Linked DNA regions of Mus musculus: regions 1, 2 and 3 are each linked to region 4. The links are chromatin contacts, called in public Hi-C, HiChIP or PLAC-seq and promoter capture Hi-C maps. All regions are on one chromosome and are shown on one strand. The core of a region is the stretch at or near the end of the contact, and the rest is flanking DNA. Distances in the headings are between cores, read along the strand shown. Region 1 overlaps Limch1 (LIM and calponin homology domains 1). Region 2 holds the start of Pds5a (PDS5 cohesin associated factor A). Region 3 holds the start of Phox2b (paired-like homeobox 2b). Region 4 holds the start of Nsun7 (NOL1/NOP2/Sun domain family, member 7).

Region 1 (3,212 bases), core at 677-3,176, 750 kb after region 4:
AATAAAAACCTAGCACCTTGCATTTTAGAATGCTGGCTTATGTTAGAAGATCCTGTTGTAATGCACATACAGCATCCTAGACTAGAGGGTTGGGAAGAGATTCAGATGTTTCCCTGAGCTGAAGATGAACCGATTCTATGTTTGTAGCCTATTGAAAGTCGCACTTCCATCTTCATGATATTCAGTGTTGACTGTCAGTTGGATAGACTCTGGAGTTGCCTAGGAGACAAGCCTCCGAGCGTGTCTCGGCTGGGTTAACCACCGAGGTGGGAAGACCCACTCTAAACGTGGATGGCATCATCAAATAGTCTGAGGAACAGGGAGAATGGGAGCTGAGCACCAGCGTCCATCTCTTCTTTCCGACAGCAGACGCAGTGTGGCCAGCACCCTCGTGCTCCTGCTGCCATGACGGACTGTATCCCCTTGAACCAAGAGCCCAAGGCAGCCTCCCTCCCTTATGTTGCTTTCACCCTGTATTTTTACCACAACAAGAGACTTGGCTAGTGCAGTCTCCCTCAAAGCTATCTCCACGGTGGTGCTGGCGGTTTCTGTCCGCCGTTGTCAGTCACGCTTGCATTTGGATCTCCTCCCTGCTTGGTGGTCTGAAAATGACCCTCTCCCAAATTACCTCAAGAACTCCATGCAGTAGGCCAAACACGGCCTGAACATGGTTAAGTAAGTGTCTGACTTCAGTTTGTGTATAGAAGTAAGTACTGGAGCACTATTACCTAGACTAATACATGCCAGATAGTTACTGTGAGATTGCACATCTGCCAAGCACTTAGCTTGGTGTCCAGGTGACTTGTAGCCCACAGGAGCCCTTATTTTTTGTATTACCATAATCAAGTACAAGGTAAAATAGTACATTTTCCCCCTAGAAATACAAAATAGGGAGAAATATAAAGATTTGGGGAATTTACATAAGATTATCGAAATTACCATTTTGAGCAGATGTGAATTTTATATGTATGAGATGGATTTTTTTGTCTTCTCCCAGCTGCTGGTGTCCGTCAGTCCAGTTCATTCCCTAAAAGTCAGGCAGCTGTCAACAGCTCTTTCTAGGAGACTCTATCGCTTATTTCTTCCCCTGGCTCTTTCTGTATCTGTTGTGTTCTCCAGTCTTGGCTCTCTTCTACCACCTGGGCTTCCAAGATTCCACTCTCCAGGCACAGAGACCCCCGGTCACTCCATTTCATGAAGACTGACCAAACTTCTCTCACACAGTCACTCATCCCCAATGTCGGAGCCCCCAGTGGTCGATGGCAGTTCTTGTGTGATGAGCCAAGCCCGGCTCTTGGGTACCTCAAGCACTCTGTGAGCTTTTCTCAGACTGAGTGATGAGGTGGGGCTGTTTGTCCCTTGTCTTCAACAAGCTTGTGGCCCTCCTCAAAAAAAAAAAAAAATCAGCAGTTTCCTTCTGTTTTCTGACCCAGGGGAACAATCAGATCTTTCTTGCTCCTTCTGCTTCTCAGTGAGGGCAGGACAAAGGCATCCGGGTAGGCGCTGTTTGCCTCGCAGTTGACACCAACTGCAGATTCCTGTCAAATGTCGACAGGAAAGTGTTTTTCCCCAACCAGAAGTCATCTTAAGGTTGGTAGATTAATGTTCTTGAAATGAAAATCTATTAAATACTAACGTATATCTGTATATAAAAATTGTTTAGCAATTTCAAGATGATATGTGCCAGAGGAGATAAATTGAACACAGCCCATCTTTAGTGGCTTGAAAAGCATCCAGTAGCTAGCATGGTCCAAATGTGTGTGTGGCGGGGAAGGTAATTAAAGCGTAGAGGAATGGATCTGCTGGCTTGCTGCTTCTCCTTCTAGTGGGGACAGATTCTTAAGGCAAAAGGAGAATCACACGCATAGCAATGTGGCACTGGGTCATAGTGCCAGGACACAAATACACTGGTTTTCCAGGCTTGCGTCCAGTTAGTCAAGGCCTGGAGCCAGAAAATCTCTCACCATCCCAGAATAGTCCCAGGAAGGTCCTTGGACATCGCCATTTAAACGATGGAGGTCAAACGATGAGCTGTAGCTTAGGTATTGGGCCGGCTCTCACCCTTCTGCCTTAACGGCTGTCGTCCATCCCTGTGATTGCTTCAGCTACCATCCATCCTGTGATTGCTCTCTGCCAATCTGACAAGGCTGGGGAGCAGCCAGTAGCTAGGTAGATTTTTGTGGCTAAACGGTGTGATTCTGAAGCCAGGAATCTGCCTCCTCCTGCCTCTGGTCTTGGAGCTGAGTCAGGCAGTAAGGCTAGTTTGGATGGAGTTCTTGGTGAAGGGGACGCCAACTCCTGGCTTAGCCTCACGCACACCCTTCCGTGTGCTCATTCATTCCCTTCCAGGACTCTGTTTTTGTTTGTTTTCATCCTTGAAAAACTGTTTCCAGTGGAAGGATGGAAGACCTATCTTCCGAGCTGTAACCAAAGGGACAGAACGCACGAGTCAGAAAGCACATTCGCCAGCAAGGGTGTGTTTTAGGAGCAAACCTCTGATTCTATCTGGGCTGGTTAAGACTGCCAACTTTGAACTCATTTCCTTGGATGTAATGCCATTAATACAGAAATAACAAGCATTCAGGATGGAGAAGCCAGACTTGGGTTCATTAAACCAGCTTTGGGAATTTCCCTTGATTACAGATAGCCTTTGTGTGCTACAGAGCTCAGAAAACTTTATAGAAAAATAGAAGGTGCCTGGTACATTACCACTTTTAAATTCATTTTTTAAAAATAGCCCCTTCTTTCTCTTGGTGCATATAAAGAGTTTTAAGTTGAGTTTCAGCCTTCTTGACACTCTCTCTCTCTCTCTCTCTCTCTCTCTCTCTCTGAACATTTAGCTAGTGGTGGCTTGATTTGGGTGAATAGTATGCATTTAAACTAAGCGTTTGAGCATGGATTGCATAGATGATGCATTTATTTTAGAACGACATTTGTTTTCCACCCTGAATGGCACTCTGAATGGCTGGCTGCCTGGCTGGGGACAGCACGGTCTTGGCTGCTCTGGGGCTGACTGAACTGCCTCCTGCCCTGAAGGATTCCAGGAAGTTCTAACCTTCTGCAGAATAATGAACAGTTGGTCCGGGGCAGAAAGGGAAGAGAAATGGCAGCTTGGATTGTTTCTGCAGTGAACTTGAAAGTCTCAGTACTTAGTTTCTTCTTCTGGGTCAGAAACTCTTAAATCCTGAGAGATCACCAATGGTAAATATGGC
Region 2 (3,362 bases), core at 799-3,298, 560 kb before region 4:
GAAAACCGGTGCGCACACACAAACACAAACTCACAGACATATCAACAATCCCGTCCTTCAACTCTCTTGGGCATGTGTACTAAAATCATCATTTCTCCTTAAGCTCGAATTCTGAAAAATCTGTACACTGTATTAAGTTTAGCCCACTGTATAGATAGTTAAGCTCCCATTAGAAAATTACGAGAATCTAAGGGGGACAATATGGTTGTTTGTGCTCAAGTCAGTCTTTTCTTGGAGTAGATAATAATAGGAACTTTCGTGGGTAAAATCACTGTCTACACCTCAGGGTATCGAGCCCCTTAAACAACATCCACTAAATAAAATAACCACAAGGGAAACAACTAACCATGCATGCGTTCTTATGGACAGAAAATGATCACACTCTTTAAATTCCCCGTCCTTTCAGAACTTATCCAAAGATACCGCCAAGTTAGAACAGGACTTTTCCGGGGCGGTTAAGATATCTTCAAAAACTTAGTACTAAAAACTCCAAAGGCCAGGTTGAGAGTAGTCCAATGAAACCACACGAGTCACAAAAGCCATCCAGAGCGCAGATCGCCGACCCAGACCCTTACCTTCAGACGTTTGATCATTTCATCGGTGGTGATCTTGTCGGTGATCTCTTTTACTCCCGGAGGGTAAGCGATCTTCCCGTCCGCACTCACGACGCCACAGAGGGCAGTGGCAGGCTTCGGCTGCGTGAAGTCCATCCTGGGGAATAACTTTTCTCTCACAGTCCTCTACCGGCCTCTATCGGTCAGAAAATCAAAGTTCAGCGGGAAAAGGGGCGACTTTGTAACCTCTTTTTCATTTCAAAAATCTCTAATCTAGAAAGGGCCCTTTCTTCCCCCCGAGGCCGGGGACCCCGCCACTCGCTCCTTCCCTGGGTTTCGGACCCGGCTAGGCGTCCGCCACCCCCACCCGAGCCAGCCCCGGTGCCACGGGGTTCTCGGCTGCAGCAGCCCCGGCCGCGAGAGGCGCCGAGCAGCTCCCGGAGTTTCCTAGCCCTCTTTTCACAATGAAATGTATCCCCGAGCACCTAGGACGGAAGTTTGGTGGCCTCGGGGGGACATTGAGGACCCAACGGCCCCACTTGGCTCAGGAGAAGCGGCTGGGTCCCCGCCTGGCCGGTCACCTCCGGGAAAGGAGACTCGAGGCCTAGAGGGTTCAGCTTAGGCCGCAAAACTAGGTACCCAAGAGGACCCACGCGCGGCGCCGGCGCCCGGGAGCAGAACGCCATAGCCGTGCCGAGCCCCGGGCTCCCGGCGTCCCCGCCGCGCGGCCGCCCCTCCCCGGCCAGCCCGCCACCCCCGCCAGCCGCCCGAGCCCCTCGCCAGGAAGCGAAGGACCCGGCTCCGCACTTCACATTTTTGTTCCTTAACTTCAGCAACCGAGCCCGGCGGCATCTCAAGCCCCTCGGTCGCCCGGCGCTCCTCGGCACCGCCAAGGCCTGAGCCGCCGCTCCGGGCAACCCCGCCGGGCCTCCGCGCGCGCCCTCCCCTGCGGTCTCCCCTTCCGTCCCTCCCTCGCCGCCGAGGGCGCGAGCCCGGCCGCCGCTTTACCTCCTCCTCATGCGGGCGGACGGTGCAGCGAGCGCCGGGCCTCTGTCAGGTGGTTGCGCCGCCGCCGCCGCCCCTCGTCGGGCTGCACACAAAGCGGCTCCGTCCGTCCCGCCGCCGCCGCCGCCGCCGCCCGCCCGCCCCGGAGCGGCGCTGGGGCTGGCGGTGCCGAGGAGCAGCCGCCGCGGGGGGAGAAGCGGGCCGAGCGTGCGCCGGCCGGGGCGACACTGCCGCTCTCCGTCGGGCTGAGGAAGCGCAGCCTCGGCCGCGGCTCCTCCGAGAGCCCGCGCGCGGGTGCACGCCCGCGCGTCCCCCGCGCCCGCCCGGCCGCTCGCTCGCTCGCCGGCCGGCCGCCCGCACCTCGCGCCCACCCGCACCAGACGCCCTCTCGCCGCGGCGCGCTCCCGGCCCGCCCGTGCCCCGCGGAGCCTGAGCGTCGCCGCGCACAGCCGGAGCCCGTCACGCGAGCGGCGCGAGAGCCCGCGAGAGCACCGCGCGCCTCGCTCCCGCCCCTTCTTCCGCCGGCCGAGCCCCCGCCTCCCTCGAGCCCGACGCGGCCGCGCGCGTGGTGGACAGCGCCGCCACCCGTTTGGCGCCAAGACCTGCCCGCGCGGGCGCCTCCGGGGGGCCGGCAGCCGAGCCGGCGCGCGGAGGAGGAGCCCCGGTGGCGGGAAGCGGACCCCGGGAGGCGCGGCTTTGCGACACTCCCGGCCACCGCTGTCGCGGAGTCCGGGGCTCTTGAAGGCTTGGCTGGCGGGGATGTGACCGGACCGGTGGAGAAATGGTTAATTATCTGGAGAAACGGCTGCTTTCCCCTCCAAACAGAGCTCTGGAAGCCGAGGCAAAGTTTTACAACTCGGGCTGCTCATTCTCGCGTCTTCCGGAGAGTCGCCCTAGGTCGCAGCCTACGACCTTAGTTAGACTCCTACCATTAAGGTTTTCAAAGCTGCAAAATAGGAAGTTGGCATGCGATCTCAAGCTATGGTGCCGGGGCTTCTGGCCTCCCAGTCATTTTGGGTACAGGCTGAAAACACAGACTAGGGTTCCTGATAGTGAAGCCCAGAAGAAGAAAGAGGGAGGGTGTTTTTAGAGATTTACAAATTACCTATGTGAATCTGAGACCTCTTTTTTTTTTTTAAGTTGTGAATACACCAAAGCTCTACTTTTTCTCTCCTCCAAAGGAAAGGCTTGCCAAAGAAAACTTAGTGCAGCGGTGCTTGAGCAATTTAAGGTAAATATTGAAGCGAATGAACCTGAACAATACACACATAATTTCAGGAAACCACCTTTTAAAACAATAAGCAAGCCGGGCAGTGGTGGCACACGCCTTTAATCCCAGCACTTGGGAGGCAAAGGCAGGCGGATTTCTGAGTTCGAAGCCAGCCTGGTCTACAGAGTGAGTTCCCGGACAGCCAGGGACAGCCAGGGCTACACAGAGAACCGTCTCAAAAAAACAAAAACAATAAGCAGAAGGGGGTGATGGTGGTGCACGCCCTTAATCCTAGCATTTGGGAGATAGAGGCAAGCGGATCTCTTGAGTTCAAGGCACCCTGGTCAATCGAGCTAGCTCCAGGACGTCAGACAGCCAGGGCAACAAAGAACCCCTGTCTCAAAAAAAGTAAAAAATATTAATAATAATAATGAAAAGAGGAAGAAGCTAGGCCGTTATGGTTCACGCCTTTCAACGGGAGGCAGAGGCAGGCAAATCTTTGATTTCGAGGCTAGCCTGGTCTACAGAGTAAGTTCCAGGATGGCCAGGGAAACCCTATCTCAAAAAAACAGAAAGAAGAAGCTGGCAGCAAT
Region 3 (3,336 bases), core at 491-2,990, 840 kb after region 4:
TCACGCAATTAAGCTGACATAGATACAGGTAGAGGATGCAATCTTCCTCTCACGGGACACTTCTCTCCAAAAAAGCCTTGTTCGTTCAAACTCCCAAACCCCTGCTTTGGTGGGAAACACTGCAGTTGTGAATAAATTACCTAGAGTCTGTGTCCTAGCCCCCACCCCCCATCCCCGCTCGTGCGCATAACACTCCAAATCCCATTTCTGTGACGGGCCTGGGTCCCTTTGGAACCGTAAGCGTCAGCACCCACCCCCTCACTGCTGCTGCGGCACTCGGTCTCCCGTACCTGGACTCTCGCCTCGGTGAGGTCGATCTTCAGTGCTAGCTCTTCCCTGGTGTAGATGTCAGGGTAGTGCGTCTCAGCGAAGACCCTCTCCAACTCTTTGAGCTGCGCGCTTGTGAAGGTGGTGCGGATGCGCCGCTGCTTGCGTTTCTCGTTGAGGCCGCCGTGGTCGGTGAAGAGTTTGTATGGAACTAGAGGATGACAGAGGAGACTAGAGTGAGCAAAACAGTCAGGATGTGAAGGGCCACTGAACCAGAACGCGGGGACCAAGGTCAGATAGCCCGGGAGCCGCTACAGACACCAGGCACTTCTAGAAGGAGGTTTTAGTTACGGCGACCTGCCAAGAAAACCCAGCAAATTAGTATCATACAGAAACAGGGGCGCGAGTGTAACTTTGTGCCTGTTTTTGTGGCCCAAGTGCCTTTGGGTGAGATGAAATAGCAAGTTGGAGAGTGTTTGAGGCCCCAAATGGAGGATAGTTCATTCAGCAGGAAAACAGTCCAAAACCATCATTAGTTGGAATATCAGAAAGCCAGGAACGAAGTTAACCACTCACGCCCACTGTTGCAACTTTTCAATTCTCAGAACTTGATACCGCAAAGTTGGGGGATAGTGCTGTAAAGAAAACCAATAAATTCAAGAAATGATCATAAAAATGACCGGCCAAAGAGGTGTGAGCCGCTGTCGGTTCTTTTAAAAAAAGAGACACCGCCAGTAATGAGCTTTACTCTTTGTTATTTAATTATTTTCTAAGCTTTACGTCTCATCGCAAAGTAAATAAATTATGCCTATCATTTTGGCAGCTTAAGATAATTTTGTTGGCGGTTCGGGTGTGACTAGGATAGTGTAACCCTGTAAGTGAATTACCCCTCCCTGCAATCGCTTCTAACGTGATAAATTCTTTCATTTGTGTAAGCAAATTTCGTTTGGTAAATACTAAACACATTTCCATTTTCAAATGCAATCAAGGCTTCCTATATACGAGCGGAAAGGCAGCTTCTTCCGCTGAGAGAGCTAGCGGTCCTTACCTGCGGCGTACGGACTGCTCTGGTGGTCCCTGAGGGTGCCCAGGCTGCAGGATCCCGGCGTGAGGGACGGGCAACCGGACGTGGCCCCAAAAGTGGTCCTTATCGGGTTATACTGGAAGCCACTGGCCTGGCTGCAGGAACTGAAGTCTGCATATGCTGAAGCCAAGCTGGAGGTATCCATCCCGGCCATACAGGACTCGTAGGCAGAGGAATTGAGGTAAGAATATTCCATTTTATACATTGAAAAGGTTCTGGATGGCTCAGCCAAGTGGAAAAATGAAATAAAAGATGGATGTGGAGACGGTGGCTGGAGTGGGGAGATGTGCACTGCTCAACGCCTGCCTCCACACTGGCCTCCTTACTACCAGCCGAGCCTAGTTTTATGAAAAAGCCTCCTGTGAGATGCCTTGTCTGAGGTCTCTAGAGTATATAGTCCTCATAATAAACTTGGCTCTTTCCACTTGGACAATAGCAAAGCGGTTGGTCTTATTGCTGGCGCTTTTTACATGACAATAACTCATCCGTCTATTGGGCTGGCACTGGGGAACTGAGCTGTCCAACCTCCCTATCATTGATTCCTGCATCTCTAATTAGAATTTAATACCACACCATTACGCACCGAGCCCCTGATCCTCCCTTCTAACCAGCTCCTGCCCTTTAATTCAATCACGCTACTTGGAAATAATGAAAGTTGGGTGACGATTTTCCCTGATCCAATTTCCAAGAGCTTTTAAGCCTTTTTAACTGATCATATACCTTAGGCATAAATTGAGATAGTGTGTTTCCCCCCTTCTTCGTCCTTTTTTTTTTTTTTTTCTTGGTTAGGGAGAAGAAACCTTGATGTCATAGAAAACCTGTTTTGTAAGAGTGTTACACGCTCAATTTAACAACAAGCCTTCCCCCGAAGTGCATGAAATGCTATAAAGGACTGGGACATTGGCAAGACTCAGGCGCCCTGTAACATAGCGTAAGTGGGCCAAAGGGTTTTATGTGAACGATAAGAATAAGCGGATTTCTTTAAAATACACCTAGTCCAAGGGGTTGGAAAAAATAGCATCTTATCAATTGTGTTTCTCCTCGAAGCTTAATGTGCTTTCCAAAGACGTGGGCAGACAGCCCCTTTACAAGAGTAAAATAAACAACCGAGTAAAGCTCTCAAAGGTGAAACATCTGGATTTCCTACTGAACGTTTCTCTGCGCTTAGCAGTGCTGTGTCTGCCTGCGTTAGTTCAGATTTGCATCGGCGTGTATGAAACTTCCCGTGGTGGAGGTTCGTTTTAATCACTCGCTAGCTACCAAGCCCAGCACGAAATGTACCCAAATGGGGGTCTCCTTTTCCAGCCCTTTGCTCTCGCACTCTCTTTCGCGTCCCAATCCCCTCCAGACTTGGAGTTTCCCAAAGAGGATCGCTGCCTGTTTGCCCTTTAGGTTTTTGGACTTCACGGAGCAATTTAAGCAAACAAGGCAACGGCTCGAAGCAGCGCACTTTCCTAGTTCGATTCCTCGGGCTCTTGGGTCCTGGCAACAAGGCGCAGACAAAGAAGCCAGCCGTGATTTGTGGACCTCCTTGGCCCTATGATTTAAGCGGAGGGTAATTTTCATTTGGTTCGTTAGACTCTAGCAGAATAAAGGGAAATATTTCATTAAATCCTTCCTCTCGGTGGACAAGAGGGGGGAAATGCTTAGTTGAATCGCCGTGCGGTGTAAACAAACCCTGGATATTTTATATGAATTAAATGTGTAGATAATTAGTTTTATTGCATTCATTACCCCCTTTATGTGCTCTGTAACAAGTCAGTAATTAAAGTAACAAACTCATAAAGTCTTTATAGGGGCATTTAGGCGTTCAGTGTTTGCCAAACTAAGTGGTTTAATTCGATGCTAGTGCTGGGGAGTGGATGGGCGCCCGCTCTCCACTGCCACCCTACTTTATTGCACACTAAACCGCTGCAGACGCTGTAATGGATTAAACCCACAGCGACACCGGCCCCCAGCCTTTTCAGCCTCGGCCCAGGTGTTTG
Region 4 (3,278 bases), core at 334-2,833:
TGGCAAACATAGAAGTGGATGCTCACAGTCAGCTATTGGATGGAACACAGGGCCTTCAATGGAGGAGCTAGAGAAAGTACCCAAGGAGCTAAAGGGATCTGCAACCCTATAGGTGAAACAACAATATGAACTAATCAGTACTCCCAGAGCTCGTGTCTCTAGCTGCATATGTAGCAGAAGATGGCCTAGTTGGCCATCATTGGGAAGAGAGGCCCCTTGGTATTGCAAACTTTATATCCCCAGTACAGGGGAAACACCAGGGCCAAGAAGTGGGAGTGAGTGAGTAGGGGAGCGGGGTGGGGGTGGGGGCCGTGGCGGTGGGGGTTGGGAGTAGGGTATAGGGGACTTTCAGGATAGCATTTGAAATGTAAATGAAGTAAATACCTAATTAAAAATGGAGGAAAAAAAAGGTCTAGCAGAACTATTTTAGAGTGTGTGTTTTATATCTGGAAAGAATAGAGAAGGTCAATCAATATAGGTATGTACACAGATATAGGTATGTACACAGATATCAATAATGAAAAAATGAAGGCTGCCAAGATCTGAGTTCCCCAACTGTCACAGTTGTGATGGCAGGTCCCTGGTCCTGTTTGGTTTCTGCTTTCAGTTCTGAACACAATGGCAAACAGAAAGTAAGATTTAATAAACACTTGCTCAAATCAGGGGGAAGAGGTATGCATATAACAGGACAACGCCTTTCTGTCATTATGAATCCCCCCCCCCCCACACCCAGCTTACAGGAATTCCCTTGAGTTTTAGTTGGATGCATTCCCCAGCCTTTGTTATTAAGCATGTTCTGTGACTAATTCTGGAGTGGAAACCAAGCAAAATGATGTGTGCATCTTTCCAGCCCTGTCCTTGGAAGGCATGGGCATGTTGTCTTCCTCCCCCTTCTGCCTACAAGTGGACTCGGGATGAGCAACAGGGGCCACCTACCAGAAACCTTGCCTTTCTCAAAGATTTACTGAGTTGGTAAGATACTGCTAGCAGATGCATGAGTCCTCCATACCATGGCCTTTGGGCTAATTGCACAGGGATACAGGGATTACAAAATTTAAAGAGAGAGAGAGAGAGAGAGAGAGAGAGAGAGAGAGAGAGAGAGAGAGAGAGAAGAGAAGAGGAAAAGAAAAGAAGAGAAAAGAAAGGAAAAGAAAAGAAAGGAAAAGAAAAGAAAAGAAAAGAAAAGAAAAGAAAAGAAAAGAAAAGAAAAGAAAAGAAAAGAAAAGAAAAGCGAATTTTTGAGTCTCATGCCTAGACTCAGAATCCCTGATGATGGGTCCAGCCATCTCCATTTTAACGGGCTTCAGGTGCCTGAGAGTTAAACCGCCGGAACTACTTCACCTACTTCAATCTCTAAGTGTTTAAAGAAGGAGACCAAGCCAGAATGCTCAGGAACCCTGGCCTGAGCTTCCAAGTGGGGCTGAACGGCTGCCAACTGCCCACAGGAGTACAAGAAACTGGTGAAGAGTCACCCCTACCAGTTCCCACTGGGAAAGCCTGGCGCAGAGCCCTTCCCCCGCCCCCTCCCGTTGCCATGGAGATCCGGGCACCCTGAGGGACCCGATTTCCGCATCCAGGGTTCAGTGTGGACCCAGCTCCTTGCTCCTTGCTGCCTTACCCACTAGGGCTGCCTCACGAGCTCCGGGACGGTCACGAGAAGTGTCCCCTTAGGGACCCAGAGCTCCGCTTTCTTTCAGGGACCCGGAGAGAGCCGAGAGCTCGGCCTGAGCAGTGTCCCCGGAGCGCGAGGGCGAGCCCCGAGGAGGCAGCGTCTCCCTCAGGGACCCTGGACGTAGCTGGCGCGGGCGCCGAGCGCTTTCCCCCGGCCGAACCCGGTGGGTGGTGTGGCTGCACTTAAACCAAACGGCCTCCGCGGGCCGCGGCTTCCCGGGGCTCCCGAGGGCCTGTTACCTCCTCCATCGCCCCAAGTGCAGAGGCTGCCGCGTCTTCAGCCCCAGAGCCCCGGAAAACATCCCAACCCCAGAGAAGGGCGGATTCGCGGAGAAGGTGATAGGACCTTTACTCCCTGGGATGCCGGGATGCTTAGGGGGACCTAGTGGGTCTGTCCTTAATGGGCTGTGACAAAGGGTGCTGGTGGTGGTGATGCTGGTGGTTGTGGTGGTGAGGTTCTCCAGCTGTCTCCCCCCCTCCCCCCACCCCCTGTGCAAGTTTTCATTGCAGTTGGAAGTATGGGATGTTCCGATGGGCTAGTACATGTCATGTCTCTAAGGTCACAAAAAAAGGGGACATCAAGCCAGGCGGTGGTGGCGCATGCCTTTAATCCAAGCACTTAGGAGGCAGAGGCAGGCAGATTTCTGAGTTCAAGGCCAGCCTGGGCTACAGAGTGAGTTCCAGGACAGCCAGGGCTACAAAGAGAAACCCTGTCTCGAAAAGAGAGAGAGAGAGAGAGAGAGAGAGAGAGAGAGAGAGAGAGAGAGAGAGAGAGAGAGAGAGAGAGAGAGAGAGAGAATTAAGATAGGTGCTGTAGATACAGAGATTTACTAAGATAACCTTCTCTTTTCTCAGAGACGATGCTTAAGACTACAAGGATAGAGATCTCCCTGGACCACATGATTTGAACTTGAAGCTTGAGTTATTGACATCAGGGGCAAACATGCTGGACCCAACGAGTGAAAGGGACCTTTTTGACCAAGAAAACATGGAGGAGATCTCCCAACTCGCTTCCCTGGAGATGTCGGGGGATGTAGTCGCCAATACAAACTCTTCAACCGTCGTCCTAGAAAAACCCAGCTACCCAGACTCCGTGTACGTTACGGCAGCGAACATTTTTCAGGGTATTCGGATCCAAAGGTCGCCAGACAAAGTCATAATAAATTACGGAAGTGAACCCCTGCAGCCCTCCTCCTCCCGCTCCGAGGATGAATCTTTCCAGCGCTTGTCCTATGAGTTGGCTTTCAGTACCCTGAAGTGTAAGTAATAGCAGTTCCTAAAGAGCAGCGCTAAAAGAAAATGGAAAAGCCAGGCACGGTGGCTTATACGTAGTACAAGGCCAACCTGGGCCACAAAGTGAGATTCTGTTTCAGGAGGCGGGGGTGGGGGGTTGGGGGTAGGGTGGAGGGTGGGAGTGGGAATTAATGGAATGCAGCCTAGCTCCTCAAACATATGTGTATCACAACAGTCTAAAAATGAAGGCGTCCTAAGGGGGACTAGAGAATTCGACTGCATTTGCCCTTAGATAGGTATAGTGGGGTCGTTAAAAAGAGCAGGAGCCGACATGGTTGTATAGGCCTGTACTCCCAGCGGCTGAGCCTTGAGGA

What was found. Promoter capture Hi-C pulls out the DNA fragments that hold promoters and counts their contacts. A called contact is a pair of places that touch in the nucleus more often than the background predicts. HiChIP or PLAC-seq counts read pairs in DNA pulled down with a chosen protein or histone mark.
Region 1: a Hi-C map of myocytes shows a contact between it and region 4, with 4 times the contacts expected there. The contact joins the enhancer-like site here to the promoter of Nsun7 in region 4. A contact is called at or near these places in 4 of 39 promoter capture datasets (cranial neural crest, hippocampal neurons, liver and 1 more), 2 of 15 datasets of contacts at CTCF or cohesin (embryonic stem cells and pro-B cells), 17 of 484 Hi-C or Micro-C datasets (B cells, the G1E-ER4 cell line, the HL-1 cell line and 10 more) and 1 of 115 datasets of contacts at active chromatin or transcription factors (embryonic basal ganglia).
Region 2: a promoter capture Hi-C map of pre-B cells shows a contact between it and region 4, with 5 times the contacts expected there. The contact joins the promoter of Pds5a here to the promoter of Nsun7 in region 4. A contact is called at or near these places in 1 of 39 promoter capture datasets (pre-B cells) and 1 of 115 datasets of contacts at active chromatin or transcription factors (pancreatic cancer cells).
Region 3: an H3K4me3 HiChIP or PLAC-seq map of embryonic forebrain shows a contact between it and region 4, with 2.5 times the contacts expected there. The contact joins the promoter of Phox2b here to the promoter of Nsun7 in region 4. A contact is called at or near these places in 1 of 39 promoter capture datasets (hippocampal neurons) and 1 of 115 datasets of contacts at active chromatin or transcription factors (embryonic forebrain).

The regions. Positions count from the first base shown.
Region 1 is chr5:67,009,200-67,012,411 of GRCm38.p6, forward strand. The region is part of intron 13 of Limch1 (LIM and calponin homology domains 1); the gene reads left to right. Among named protein-coding and RNA genes, the nearest start is that of Gm33040, 11 kb to the left of the region's middle. Within about 2 kb of position 1,927, at least 49 of the 459 cell types and tissues checked have an H3K27ac peak or open chromatin away from gene starts, as enhancers often do. A contact at or near this core is called in cerebellum, cerebral cortex, cortical neurons and 4 more, where this site is marked.
Region 2 is chr5:65,696,188-65,699,549 of GRCm38.p6, forward strand. It overlaps Pds5a (PDS5 cohesin associated factor A), which reads right to left and starts at 2,049. Exons shown (of 33, transcript NM_001081321.3): 1 at 1,563-2,049; 2 at 576-750. The coding sequence starts at 710.
Region 3 is chr5:67,097,386-67,100,721 of GRCm38.p6, forward strand. Phox2b (paired-like homeobox 2b) reads right to left here and starts at 1,741. Exons shown (of 3, transcript NM_008888.3): 1 at 1,316-1,741; 2 at 291-478. The coding sequence starts at 1,556. It overlaps Gm33167 (predicted gene, 33167), which reads left to right and starts at 1,295. Exons shown (of 4, transcript NR_166599.1): 1 at 1,295-1,532.
Region 4 is chr5:66,258,315-66,261,592 of GRCm38.p6, forward strand. It overlaps Nsun7 (NOL1/NOP2/Sun domain family, member 7), which reads left to right and starts at 1,584. Exons shown (of 13, transcript NM_001302833.1): 1 at 1,584-2,007; 2 at 2,527-2,930. The coding sequence starts at 2,615.